Linked DNA regions of Sus scrofa: region 2 is linked to region 1. Evidence: chromatin contacts called from public HiChIP or PLAC-seq data. All regions are on one chromosome and are shown on one strand. The core of a region is the stretch at or near the end of the contact, and the rest is flanking DNA. Distances in the headings are between cores, read along the strand shown.

Evidence for each region. HiChIP or PLAC-seq counts read pairs in DNA pulled down with a chosen protein or histone mark.
Region 2: an H3K27ac HiChIP or PLAC-seq map of alveolar macrophages shows a contact between it and region 1, with 13 times the contacts expected there. The contact joins two enhancer-like sites. A contact is called at or near these places in 1 of 5 promoter capture datasets (liver), 13 of 47 Hi-C or Micro-C datasets (alveolar macrophages, embryonic fibroblasts, fetal liver and 6 more) and 2 of 2 datasets of contacts at active chromatin or transcription factors (alveolar macrophages and skeletal muscle).

What each region holds. Positions count from the first base shown.
Region 1 is chr1:252,852,603-252,859,773 of Sscrofa11.1, forward strand. SUSD1 (sushi domain-containing protein 1) reads right to left here. Exons shown (of 16, transcript XR_002337296.1): 12 at 6,629-6,815. Among named protein-coding and RNA genes, the nearest start is that of SUSD1, 100 kb to the right of the region's middle. Within about 2 kb of position 1,364, at least 37 of the 83 cell types and tissues checked have an H3K27ac peak or open chromatin away from gene starts, as enhancers often do. A contact at or near this core is called in alveolar macrophages, fetal liver and retroperitoneal adipose tissue, where this site is marked.
Region 2 is chr1:252,744,752-252,751,767 of Sscrofa11.1, forward strand. No RefSeq gene overlaps it. Among named protein-coding and RNA genes, the nearest start is that of UGCG, 96 kb to the left of the region's middle. Within about 2 kb of position 5,285, at least 10 of the 83 cell types and tissues checked have an H3K27ac peak or open chromatin away from gene starts, as enhancers often do. A contact at or near this core is called in alveolar macrophages, fetal liver and retroperitoneal adipose tissue, where this site is marked.

The DNA.
Region 1 (7,171 bases), core at 114-2,613:
GGCAGGGAGACATCTGCTCCCCTGCCCCAACACCTGCTCCCCTTCCTGGAGGGGTTGGGGCTTGATTTGAAGCCGGAAAGTAGCTGGGAGATTTCAGGGGACGAGAGAGAGAGGCAGCCTGTGTAGGATGGAAGGACGTGTGGCTCTCTCCTAGCCTGAACTAATATTAGGTCCTCAAATGTCAAAGAACCTGTGTCCGTGAAAGATTGAGAGCATCTGGACCAAGAGGGAAGCAGCTGGGATGAAGGCCAGCCCCTCTCCGGACCTCTGGGACAGCTTCTGCCTGCTGGGAGCCAGGGGGACCAGCAGGAAAACATTGGAGACAGGATTTTCACTGAGGACACAGCAGAGCCCTGTCCTCGGATGGTCTGTGGAAGAGAGGTCCACAGCAGAAGAACTCAAGAAACCTGGTCCTGTCCCGGTCCTTCCTGAAATGGGAAAATTCCCACCTATGCTGCCAGCCCTGGCACTGAAGACAGACTGGGGAAGGAATGATTTCCTTCACTTTATTGATTTCCCTTTTTCCCTCCAGCATCCTTGGTACCAGAAGAAACCTTCAACCTCAAATAATCACCCTGTTGTGCAGAACAAGTGGTTAAGTTTTTTTGGAGGTTTCCAGGCTAGGGGTCCATTCAGAGCTGTTGCTGCCAGCCTGCAGCACAGTCACAGCAACGCCGGATCCTTAACCCACTGAGCGAGGCCAGGGATCGAACACACCACCTCATGGTCCTAGTCGGATTTGTTTCCACTGCACCACGATGGGAACTCTGAAAGTGGTTAATCTTTACCTTCATGCAGGCATGTGCCTTCTCCCCGCCCTCACCCGCCCCCACCCCATTTCCTCCTCTCTGCTTCTCTCCCAGTTTCAATGAGAAGAAAATTTTGCCTACAGGCTTTTTGACTTTGCTAGAAGAGAGCATGACCAGTGTACGACAGTGCTTCTGACCCTTTGGGTTTGTTTGTTCTTCCCCTGGACCTAAAGACAGTCCAACTGGTAGGGCTATTCTGAAGAATTCCCATCAGTGCACTGCCTTCGGGAGCACATGAGCCCTGAGTCAGAAGCACGGTAATAACATCTCCATCTCACCACCCTTCGCGCCAGCACCCTCTTCCGTTTTCACGGCAACACTTGCCTCTGTCCTTCAACATTCCAAAAACTTTCACTCTCCTCTGAGGTCAGCAATATATTTAAAGTGCTCGTTTGCATCCTGTTTCCCATCAGTAAGATTTAGTTGAATGTAAGACACTCAGGAGGGAAATTCCATTCACACTTTTTCTGGAAAATCAGCCACTGCAGATTCCAGGTCCAAATCCCTTGCCTCACATTTCTGGTAAAATTCAAAAGCTCACCGTTTGACTGAAAACAAAGCCACATCTTAGGCAGCTAGGCATACCTCCTCATATCAATATATAAGGCTCTTTTATTTGAGAGGGCTTGGGCGCTGTTCTTGTTTTGTTTGGTTGTCTACCTTTTACTAAGATCTTAACAAGTTGAATTTTCACTTTTTTTTTTTCTTTTTAGGGCAGAACCTGGGGCGTATGGAGGTTCCCAGACTATGGGTCTAATCAGAGCTGTAGCTGCCACAGCAAGGGAGATCGGAGCCACATCTAAGACTTATCATGGCAACGCTGGATCCCCAACCCACTGAGCAAGGCCAGGGATCAAACCCGAAACCTCATGGTTCCTAGTCAGATTCTTTTCCGCTGCGCCACGATGGGAACGCCCTATTTGCACACTTTTTAAAAACTGCAAATTCTTTAAGGTAGGGCAGATTTGAAAAAGAGGCAGTCAAGGTCTCAATGAATGCAAACAGCTCAACAGTGCCCCCTGGTGGCCATGAGCACAGGCACAGGGTGCTTGGGCTGCAGAGCTTTATTTAGCCTACAAAGGCAGGCAGACATAAGTGTCTCATCACTCCCTCTCCCCAGCTCAAAAAATATCAAATGCTAACGTGAGCCAGCAATGCAAGCTATCCAAACATGAGAAGGACCAAAGAGGAGGATACTGAACAGCTATTCATTTTAATAGGTCACCGTGAGAAGAAAAGCCCATTACTTCTCTTCCCAGATCCAAAGCTGGTGAATTCTTTATGGTCTAAGGTCTTTATTAACAAACCAGGGATTTCCTCAATACCAATACCATCCACTGGCCATTTTAGAGTCAGCCCTCATATTCATTCATTACAAAAAGATTTCTTTGCTGTGCTAGCAGTGTCCTTAGGTGTTAGAGGTTCAACATGGAATACAGACAAAAATCCCTGCCTTCAAAGAGCTCCTATTTTAGTAAGGGAAAAGAAAATTTAAAAGTAAATTTTATTTTATTTTATTTTTTTTGTCTTTTGTCTCCTTTTAGGGCTGCACCAAAGGCATATGGAGGTTCCAAGCCTGGGGGTCCAATCAGAGCCTCAGCTGTTGGCCTACACCACAGCCACAGCAACAACAGATCTGAGTCAAGTCTATGACCACAGCTCACGGCAATGCCAGATCCTCAACATACTAAGCAAGTCCAGGGATCGAACCCACAATGTCATGGTTCCTAGTCAGATTTGTTTCTGCTGCTCCACGAGGGGAACTCCAAAAAAAGTAAATTTTAAAATACAACTTCTAAGGAGTTCCTGTTGTGGCTCAGTGATAATGAATCTGACTAGTATCCATGAAGCTGTGGGTTCCATCCCTGGCCTGGCTCAGTAGGTTAAGAATCCAGCGTTGCCATGAGCTGTGATGTAGATTGCAGGTGTGGCTGGGATCTGGCATTGCTGTGGCTGTGGTGTAGGCCAGCAGCTGCAGCTCCAATTTGACCCCTAGCCTGGGAACCTCCATATGTTGCAGGTACAGACCTAGAAAGACCAAAAAAGGAAAAAAAAAAAAGAATTGGTGATAGAGAGAAAACAGGAATTTCAACTTTTATTTTGAATAGGAATCTGCTGTTTAGCATAAGGAACCCTACCCAATATTCTGTGACAACCTGTATCGGACAAGACTCTGAAAAAGAAAGGATATGTCTATAATTGAATCACTTTGTTATACAGCAGAAATTTGCACTGCATTATAAATCAACTACACTTCAATAAAACTTTTAAAAGTGAAAAAAATAAAATAAACTACAACTTCTACAAGTTCCCTAGGGACCTAGTGATTAAGGATCTGGCATTGCCACTGCTGTGACCCGGGTCACTGCTGTGGCATGAGTTCAATCTCTGGCCGGGGAATTCTCACCTGCCAAGGGCACAGCCAAAAATAACTAAATAAAAAAATAAAATAAAATACAAATTCTGGAAACAACTTCTATAAAGAAAGTCAAGCAGAGTAAAGGAAGTTCTTGTTGTGGCGCAGCAGAAACAAATCTGACTAGTATCCACGAGGTTGTGGGTTCGATCCCTGGCCTTGCTCAGTGGGTTGGGGGGTCCAGCGTTGCCATGAGCTGTGTTGTAGGTCACAGACACGACTCGGATCCTGCATTGCTCTGGCTGTGGCACAGGCTCCAATTTGACTTCTAGCCTGGGAACTTCCATATGCCACAGGTGTGGCCCTAAAACACCAAAAAAATAGAGAGAAAGTCAAGCAAAGTAAATGGACAGTAAGTGAGGGGGTGGAGATGGCGAGGTTATTTTTAAAAGGATGAGCAGGGAGAGGCTCTCCAGGTAATGGCATGTGAGAAGAAACCTGAGTGATTATAAAGAAACCATGTGAAGAGAGTGTCCAGGAAGAGTAAGCAGCAGATGGAAAGACTTGGATGCAAGAACAAGTTTGACCCATTTGAGAAACAGCGAGGAAGGAAGTTGCTTAGTGAGAAGGTCGGCGGGGGCAGAGGGAAATGAAGTCAGCGAGGAAAGCAGGGCCCAGTCTCCAAGTTCCATGTTCCATGGTAAGGAATGTGGATTCTATTCAAACACTAACACAAACTCCCTGGATGGTTTTGAACTGGGGATGACATGTTCGTACACACATTTTGAAAAGATCACTTTGCATTATCTTCTTAAAGTTATAGTGAAGATTACAACTTAGGGCAGTGGAGGGGGTGGGAAAAGCAATGGTGAAAGCGGGGAGAAGAGTTAGAAAGGTGAGAGGTGGCCAGCTCACATTAGGTTGCTCGTGGTAAAGGCGAAAGTGGGGAGAAGGGGTTGGATTCAGAATGTTATTTCAGAAACGAGCCAACAGGGCTTGTTGATGGACTTTCAGAATCGGGTGGGAGGAGTAGAATCAATGACGATTCCTTTTGGGTCTGAGCAATTGGTGAACAGGGATGCCAGTAACTGAGATAGAGAAACCTGGGTGGAAAATGGATTCGGGGGTGAGGGAAGAGGTGAGAAATCAAAAAGTTCTATGGGGTTTGCCTATTAGATGTTCAGTAGGATATGTTTAGGAGACAGGTGGATATATGAGAATGGAGCTCAAAGGATAGATTGGGACTAGGATACATGTATGGGAATGCTCGGCATATAGGGAATGTTTATAGCCACGAGACTAGCAGAGACCATCTAGGCAGGAAGGGTACATAATGAAAATAAAAGGAAGAGGAGTTCCTGTCTTGGCTCAGTGGAAAGGAATCTGACTAGCATCCATGAGGACGCAGGTTCGATCCCTGGCCTCACTCAGTGGGTTAAGGATTGGCATTGCCTTGAGCTGTGGTGTAGGTTGCAGACTCAGCTCAGAGCTGGCGTTGCTGTGGTTGTGGCTGAAGCCGGCGGCTACGGCTCCAATTGGGCCCCTAGCCTGGGAACCTCCGTATGCCACTGGTGTGACCCTAAAAAGACAAAAAATAAAAAGGAAAAGGAAGAGAAGAAGGCAGGGTGTCAATAAAAGTAGAAGGAACTAGTGAAAAGACTGAGACGGAGCAGCCGGCAAGGTAGAAGGGCCCAAAAGTTATGAGAAAAACTGTTTCAAGGACAGGATGCCAAATGCTGTAGAGAAAATCAGATAGGAACAAAATTAGCCAGTGGATTTGGCAAGGTGGAGACACTTCCAGCAAAGCCTTGAGGACAAACTCCTCTGGACCAGAACCAGTTAAAGAGAGAAGAGGAGCTGAGTGGAACCTTCACAACATTCTTTCAAGGAGCTTTACTACAAAGACGGGCTGAGAGGGAGTTCCCGTCATGGGTCAGCAGTAATGAACCCAACTAGAGTCCATGAGGACACAGATTCAATCCCTGGCCTTGCTCAGTGGGTTAAGGATCTGGCGTTGCCATGAGCTGTGGTATAGGTCACAGGCGCAGCTGAGTTCTGGATCTTGCCTTTCTGTGGCTGTGGTGTAGGCCAGCAGCTACAGCTCTGATTCGACCCCTAACCTGAGAACCATCACATGAAAAAAGGGGCGGGGGCGCTGAGAGAAGACAAATTAGTTGGAGGGAACATGGGATCAAAAAAAGCATCTTTATCTTTTCTTTGCTTCCATTTGAAAAGGAGATATTATGGGGCGTTCCCAACATGGTGCAGCATGGTTCCGACTAGGAACCGTGAGGTTGCAGGTTCAACCATGAGGTTGCCTCACTCAGGGGTTAAGGATCCGGGTTTGCTGTGAGCTGTGGTGTAGGTTGCAGATGCAGCTCAGATCTGGCGTTGCTGTGGCTGTGGCGTAGGCCGGCAGCTACAGCTCCAATTAGACCCCTAGCCTGGGAACCTCCATACGCCACGGGTGCGGCCCTAAAAAGATAAATAAATAAATAAATAACCCTAAAAAGATAAATGAATAAATAAAAAGGAGATATTACAATATGCTTGTGCAGTGTTGGGACTAATTCTGTACTGGGGGGACCAATGATGCGGCAAGAAGAGGTGGCAGGGTGGAGAGCGGATGTGCCTTAAGAGCGGGGACAAAAGAGAAGATAAAATATAGGTTCTGCATGCAGGTGGCCATGGCGATTTGGGAGTGGAAAGTCCTCCCCTGATTACATCTAACTGCTTAGTGAAATAAGAAACACGAAGCTGGAGTCCCCACCGTGGCTCAGCGGGTTAAGGATGTGATGTCATCTCTGTGAGGATGCAGGTTTGATCCCTGGCCCCCCTCACTGGGTGAAGGATCCAGCATTGCCACAAGCTGTGCATAGGTTGGAGGGGCGGCTCTGATTCGACCTCTGGCACAGGAACATCCATGTGCCTCGGATGCGGTCATTAAAAAAAAAAAAGAGAAACAAGCAGCTAATACTCTGAGTATTCACCCAGAGTCTGTGTGAGGGGGTGGGGGGAGTCATCGCAGATTCAAGGAGAGATGAAAAAAATGAGTGGAAAGCAGATTTTCCAGTGAACTAGAGTGGGACTGCTAGTCATTTTCCTCTAAGAGAAAAGCGGTGAAATACGTTACTAGGAAAGAAACAGCAAGAGGGAACATTCCTTTTACGTGTGACATATTTTAAATCTTTCAAATATCCAGAAGGAATGTAACCACCACTCACATACACGCTACCCAGATGTCGTCACTGTTCCTGTTTTGTTTCAGATAACTGTGTCAGCAGTAAAAGCATCCCAGTTTCAGTCGCAGTCCCCTTAGCGCCCTCTCCAATTCCACATCCTTCTACCTCTTTCTGTTTCTATTCGTTATATAATGCTAGAAAGTAATAGGGCTCCTCTTTATTGAAGCCCACACAGTTCTGCGGTGACTCGATTCGCCCCAATGCTGTTATTCAAGATTTACCTGTTATCCGGGTTGTCAGGGAGATGACCACGGGAAGTTCAGAAGACAAAGCCTGGATGCTGATACTGTAGTTGGTACCTGGACTCAGGTCCAAACACGTCTCAGGAGTTTGGCTGCTGGCAGTGATATTAAAGATCACTTCCTGGGCAAATGCCTTCTGATACCATCTCTGGCCTCGAATGCGGAACTGAAACACAGAAAAAGTTGACCAGGTGAGCTGCTAGCTTGAAAGCTAGCTTGAATGCCTGGGTATTTACCCTTTCTCGCGAGTTCTTCGGCTTTCAATTCTAAAGTTCCTTCCAGGAGTTCCTGTCGTGGCGCAGGGGAAATGAACCTGACTAGGAACCATGAGGTTGCAGGTTCGATCCCTGGCCTTGCTCAGTGGGTTAAGGATTTGGCGCTGCCATGAGCTGTGGTGTAGGTTGCAGATGTGGCTCAGATCCCGAGCTGCTGTGGCTCTGGTGTAGGCCAGCGGCTACAGGTCCGATTAGACCCCTAGCTTGGAAACCTCCACATGCCGCGGGAGCAGTTCTAGAAAAGACA
Region 2 (7,016 bases), core at 4,035-6,534, 100 kb before region 1:
GGGGGAGGAAGCTGGGGAGACGTCCCAACACCAGACACTCAAGCTCTGCGTGGGGCACAAAGTGAATGGTAGGGTTTGATGGAGCTGGAGGAGGAGAGGAGCCCCATAGCATTGGAAGGACAGGGAACTTGGGGACCCGGCTGGGAACGGAGAAGCCACCAAGGGCCAAGCAGGAGAGAGGCCTGCTGGGGGTTCCTCTCGTGGACACCACGGGCGAAAGAGGTGCTCCAGAGACCCTTCCCTTGACTTGGCACCCACCTTAGGCAAGGCCTTCACTCCATTTATGGGTGAATCAGGAGATGCGGCCTGTGCTGAGGTTATCAAAAGGCAGAAGCCTCATAAATGCAGCTGGCTCTGAGCCCCGATGGTGTAAACCCAACCAGCCACAGCGTGTGAACTTCCTCCTCCGCTCCCTGATCAGTTTCCCTTCCTGCCTGTTTGCTCTGCCAGGTGGGCAGCTAAAGTGACTCAGGTTGACCAAGGCCTGGGCAATGAAGCCACCTCCCTATCCTCTGCGTAGACCCGGTGCTGTGAGCCCATGTGTGGATCCTTCATCTTTTCCTCTCCAGCCCATGTGTCCCATGAAAACGAGCCAAGAACCCCTTTGGGCCATTGAGGCCAAGATGAAAGAACCAGTCCCCAGTCACGGGGCAGCAAACTCCTCTCTTTCTTCTGGCCACGTGTCTCTCTTTTTGGGCAAAAGTTAATTTTCACCAACCACTATCACCTATTTGAGGCTGATTTTCTTTCCTGGAAATGTGTGCTTCTCCAGTTTCTGGTGCACAGCTAGCCTGGGGGGCTGCTCCTCCTGCATCCCTGTCTCATCCTGGGGCGGGATTCCCCACCTCCATGATGATGTCATCATTGAGGGGGCACCAGGGAAGACCCTTTGCTGCCATAGGCCCCACCTTTGACGTCTTCCCTCTCCTTTGTTATTCAAGATCTGGAGGGACCAATGCTCCGTCATACCCACATCCTTGTGGAGGTGACACTCAGAGCTAAAATGTATTGAGCATTGATTTATTTGACCAGGCATTATATCAAACACATTATCTTCATTAGCTCATATGATGCTCATAGCAATGTCACAAGGTATGTAATATTATTTCCCTTATCTTTTGAATGAAAAAGCAAGTTTGGAAAAGTTAGGTAATTTGCTCAAAGTCTCCGGCCCATATGTGGTAGAACTGGAAATTCGAACCCAGGAAGTGAGACTCCAAAGCCCCACCTTATTATCATTTCCATGTCTTTTCACACCGCTGAGGGGGTTGAAGAAGGAAGGGAGAGCTACATGGGAGTTTCCTTTTAGGTCTCACCTTTAGTGAGCTCTCTCCAGGGATGGGAACCCCACATCTTGGGGAACTTGAGGCAGCCATCTGGTCTCCCCAATTCCCAACCGGTGGGGACTAGGTTCACCCCAGCTAGAATCTGACATCTGGCGCTTTGAATACCGGGGCCCCTGCTTGTGCCCTCAGAATCACTCCAGCCTTTGGAGACCAACACTTGAGCTGCAGACCCAAGGAACAACAAGCCCTCAAGATCCATCGGGCCCCAGCCCCCTGGCTGGCCTCTGTTTGGCACGACCTGAGCCACTCTGCCTGCAGGGAAACCACCAGTTACCTGAGATTAACACTGCCTGGCAGAACTGTGCCCTCCCACTTATGGGCTTGTCAGAACACTGATTTCACTGTGCCAAATCTTTTTATCTAAAACTGAGATGTAGGTACACACTCAGATGACACATGCCAATTCACAGGAGTTTTTTTCTTGTGGCAGAGTAGGAGTGGAAAATCGGTGTATGTTTTAAATATTTTTTTTAATTTTAATTTCATTATCGATTTTTTATTTTTATTTATTTAAATTTTTTACTGCATCTGAGGCATGAGAAACTTCCTGGGCCACAGATCAAACCCACGCCACAGCAGTGACCCAAGCTGCTGCAGTGACAGCGTCAGATCCTTAACCTACCTACTGTGCCACAAGGGAAATCCTTTTGTTGAATTTTTAAAATTTTTTTAAAAATTGAAGTATGATTGGAGTTCCTGTTATGGCGCAGTGGTTAACGAATCTGACTAGGAACCATGAGGTTGCAGGTTCCATCCCTGACCTTGCTCAGTGGGTTAAGGATCCGGCGTTGCCCTGAGTTGTGGTATAGGTCACAGATGCAGCACAGATCCCGCGTTGCTGTGGCTGTGGCGTAGGCGGGTGGCTACAGCTCCGATTCAACCCCTAGCCTGGGAATCCCCATATGCCACGGGAGTGGCCCTAGAAAAGGCAAAAAGACAAAAAAAAAAAAAATTGAAATATAGTTGATTTACAATGTTGTGTTAGTTTCAGGTGTATGCAAAGCAATTCAGATATATATGCATACACACGCACATAGTTTTTAATATATATATATTCTTGTTCTGATACTTTTCCATTATAGATCACTGCAGAATATCGAATATAATTCTCTGTGCTGTAGAGTAAACCCAGGGTCTTTGTTTTATATGTAGCAATGTGTATCTGTTCATCCCATACTCCTAATTTATCCCTCCCCCACCACTTCTCCTTTGGTGATCATAAATTTGTTTTCTATGTGAGTCATTTCTGTTTTATAAATTCATTTGTGTTACAAAACATAGTGTATTTTAAAACTCAGGTTTTTTTCATCTTCTTTTCATACTTTGAGACCTAAACTCTTGTCCTCACCCCATCAAACCCATAACCTCCACTCCCTCCATTCTCTAGCCTTTTTTTTTTTTTTCTTTTGTCCTTTTATGTCTGCAAGTGCGGCATGTGGAGATTCCCAGGCTAGGAGTCCAATCGAAGCTGCGTCTGCTGGCCTCCACCACAGCCACAGTGACTTGGGATCCAAGCTGCGTCTGTGACCAACAGCTCATGGCAACGCCGGATCCTTAACCCACTGAGTGAGGCCAGGGATCGAACCTGCGTCCTCATGGATGCTAGTCAGATTCGTTTCACTGAGCCACGACGGGAACTCCTCTCTGGCCTTTTTAAATAGAAAAACTGTCAACACAACTACACCCTGTGCGCATGCCCACATTTGTGCATATGCACCGACACACACATACACACTTTTATTTTTCTCTGGTAACAAAAGTGAAGTATGTCCACTGTGGTTTGAGATGCCTGATGAAGATCGAATGGACAGGCCTTGCCGATGGACTGGATGTGGAGGATGAGGCGAAGGGAGGAGTCAGAAATGATGCGGAGGGGTTCCCGTTGTTACCCAGCACGTTAAGAACCTCACTAGTATCCATGAGGATCCAGGTTGGATCGCCGGCCTCGTTCAGTGGGTTAAGGATCCAGCGTTGTCGTGAGCTGTGGTGTCGGTCACAGAGGCAGCTCGGATCTGGCACTGCTGTGGCTGTGGCGTAGACCGTCAGCTTCACCTCCCATTTGACTCCTAGTCTGGGAACATCCATATGCCGAGGGTGTGGCTCTAAAAAGATAAAAGGAAACAAAAAAAAAAAAAAATAAAAAGAAAGAAAGAAAGAAATGATACTGAGATTTCTGCCCTGAGCCTTTAGATGGAGAGAAAACTATTGGAAGGAAGCTTCCAATAGGCAACTCCCAATTCCACTTCTTGAAAAGGGGGTGGGCTATCCAAGAAAAAACGAAGAGGGAACTTGGGAAATGTGTCCAACCCTCCATCCCTTGTATGGAGAGATGGGCCAGGAAGCACCAGCCAGCTGTGGGACCCTCTGTGCCTGCATTGCCTCTGTTGGGATGGATCCACAGGGGTGAGGAGCAGCTTCTGTGAGGACAGGAGATTCCAGGCCAGCAGGGGAAGCAGGGACCCTTGAAGGGCACACATGGCTTGAGTGGTGGTTGAGAAAATATTCAGGAAAACTGGCCTCTGTGTAGCTGTTTCACCAAACACAGGGAAGAAGCCACAAAGAGCAATGGGGCTGCTCTGGACCCAGCTCTTTGGAGGCTGCTGTGCACTCCAGGTTAGGGTGGTAAAGTTTTCCTCTTTCTAAGGAACCACCCCCCCATAGGAATAATGTTAATGACCAAAATTCCACACACGCATGAGGTGGGGGGGGCAGCTACTTGGTGGGGGGTGGGGGGAGGCTGTGGGAACCTTCTAGCAGAGCCTTGCGAATTAGCCCACAAAGTAGCCCCTTCTGAACATGGGCAGTTTTTTTGAAAACAGTGTAGCTGATGGGGGTGTAGGACACCCAGATGTAAGAAACAGCACATTTCTTTGTTTCTATAAATAACATCTGTTCGCTCAGGGTCCCACCCCTTGGTGAGCAGAATGTTCCACTTCAGGCCCGGTTCTGGTGCTGGCTCGCGTCACATCTCCCTCCTTCACACTCACACACACACACAGAGGAGGCCGCAAAGACCCCGGGAACTCAGGATGCAAGAAAGCCAGGGTGGGGACACGTCAGTCCAAGAGAGGGACATGAATGAACTCTCATTGGGGTGGGATCCAGGGGCAGTGGAAACCACGAAGCCTCTAGAGCAATCAGGTGTGAGTGAGATAGATTTCTGCAAAGGATGCGTTGAGTGATGTGGTGAGAAGTAGCACCGGTCCAGGCCTTTTCAGGCTGCAGAAGAGCTTGCCCCAGAGAGAAGCAGTTGATGTGGGCCCCCTAATCCACAGGCACCCACCATGGGTCACACTCAGGGGGAGGAGGGACCCCCAAGCGCCCCCCCCCCCCCCCCCCCCCCCCCCCCGCACTCACCTCCTACCCAGGGCTCAGGATGCTGGCCTCTTATAAATGCTCCTTCCTGAACATTCCTCCTGGACCTCATTGCTCTGGTCTCACCTTCAGACCCCAGCTTCCTATCTCATTCCAATTCTCCACTTGACCCCACGAACTAGATGTTTAGGCTCTTCTTGGCTCGCTGGCCACCCTTGTTCCGGATTCAAGCATTAGGTCGCTCCTTCCTCACACTGATGCCGCAGGACCTTCCCGCGGACTCCCTTTCTCTGCTGGCTCCGGAAATCATGGCCTGGGATAAAGGCATATCTATGCTCTCTAAAGCCAAGGTTTAATAGTTATCTTGGCCCTGGAATCCTTATTTTGCCAAGCTCCAGCTCATGCTTGCCGTGACACCTCTGCATGTCGAGGTCTTTCTGTGGTCTGGATGCACGCTGCCCTTTTACTGGCTTATGGTTGGTAGCATCGCCAACAATTACAAATCCTTCTTACTCAAACGAGGGAACGAGTAGGGGCTATTCCGGCTCTGGGCTCTTCAGTCCCCTGGATCCTGTGTGCCCACTCTTAACGGAGAACCCTCCTGCCCCCTATGGCTAACAGTGCCCTCTAGTGGCAGTGATGCAACTACAGCTGAGGCATGGATAATGACAGCAAACTTTTTTTTTTGGTGTTTGTATGCGCTGTTTTGTGTATTTTACATATATTAGTAATTTAATATTCACATCCACCTGTCGAGAGTGGCATTATTATTCTCCTATTTTGTAGATAAGGAAATAGGTGCAGAGAGATGAAATAACTTGCCCAAGGTCACAAAGCTACGCAGGAACCAGGCTCTGAGCCCAGGACGACAGATTCCAAGGTTGATGATTTAACCGCTACACTACACAGCTCACAAAACAAAAGAAAAGCACCCACTCCACTAAAATCCTCAAATGCACCTTCCCCTCCCGCAGAAATTCCTTTCTCAGGCTTCATTTCTCTGGGCTGCTAGATCCTATAAAAAAAGAAACAAGGCTCATAGCTCAGCTGCCCGCCCAGACCATAAGCCAGAACCCCTCAAAACACCAAGGGACCACCACAGAGCTCAGAAGCCCGAAGAGACATCCAAGGTCCAGCCAAGGCTCCCTGTGTTCACACGAGAGGTAATTTTAGACTCTCTCTATTCCCTTCCCAAGACGGGTCCTGTGGGCTCAGCTCCCAGTAAGAGGAACGTGAAGGGTCTATGAGATGCTCCCATTCACCCGCGTGTTGGGAAGCGGGTGATACCAGTCATTTGAGGACGGAGCGCCTGACAGTCTCGTGGGTGTTGTCCTCACTCTTGACTTTCCTTTCACTTTTTCTGCCTGTATTGCTTGGAGCCCTGCAAAGCTTCATTCTGCCTCATAGCCCCATGACAGGAGTTCTGGGAAAACACAGCCAACACTTAGGGATGTCAAACCAAGGAGGTATGAAGTCACATTCAAAGAAGCAGAGTCCACATGCTAAAAGTATTTTTTAAAACAAACCCGATCTTTAACTTGCTTCTCTTCTGTATTAGGAGGGATTTCAAGATGATGTTGGGGGAGAGTCTTTAAAAGTAAGACTGTCGGAGTTCCCGTAGTGGCTCAGTGGTAACAAACCTGACTAGTAAACATGAGGACGTGGGTTCGATCCCGATCCCTGGCCTCACCAGTGGGTTCTGGATCTGGCATCGCTGTGAGCTGTGGTGTTAAGTCACAGACACGGCTTGGGTCATCGGTTGCTGTGGCTGTGACATAGGCCAGCAGCTATAGCTCCAGGTCTACCCCTAACCCTGGAACTTCCATGTGTTTCGAGTGCAGCCCTAAAAAGCAATAAATAATAAATGTAAGACTGTGAAAAGATAGAAAACAAACTTATGGTTACCAAAGGGAATAGTGGAGGGAGGAGGGGAGAGAGAGATAAATTAGAAGTTCAGAAGCAACGTATACACACTACTATATATAAAATAGCTAAACAGGAGTTCCTGTTGCGGTGCAGCGGAATCAAATCCGACTAGGAACCATGAGGTTTCAGATTCGATCCCTGGCCTTGCTCAGTGGGTTGAGAATCCGGCTTTGCCATGAGCTGTGGTGTAGGTTGCAGACGTGGCTCGGATCCTGAGTTGCTGTGGCTCTGGCGTAGGCCGGTGGCTACAGCTCCCATTCAACCCCTAGCCTGGGAACTTCCATATGCTGCAGGTGCAGCCCTAAAAAAGACAAAGAAAAAGACAAAAATAAAATAAAATACGTAAACAGGGACCTACTATATAGCACAGGGAACTATACGCAATATCTTATAACAACCTATAATGAAAAAGAATCTGAAAAAGAATAT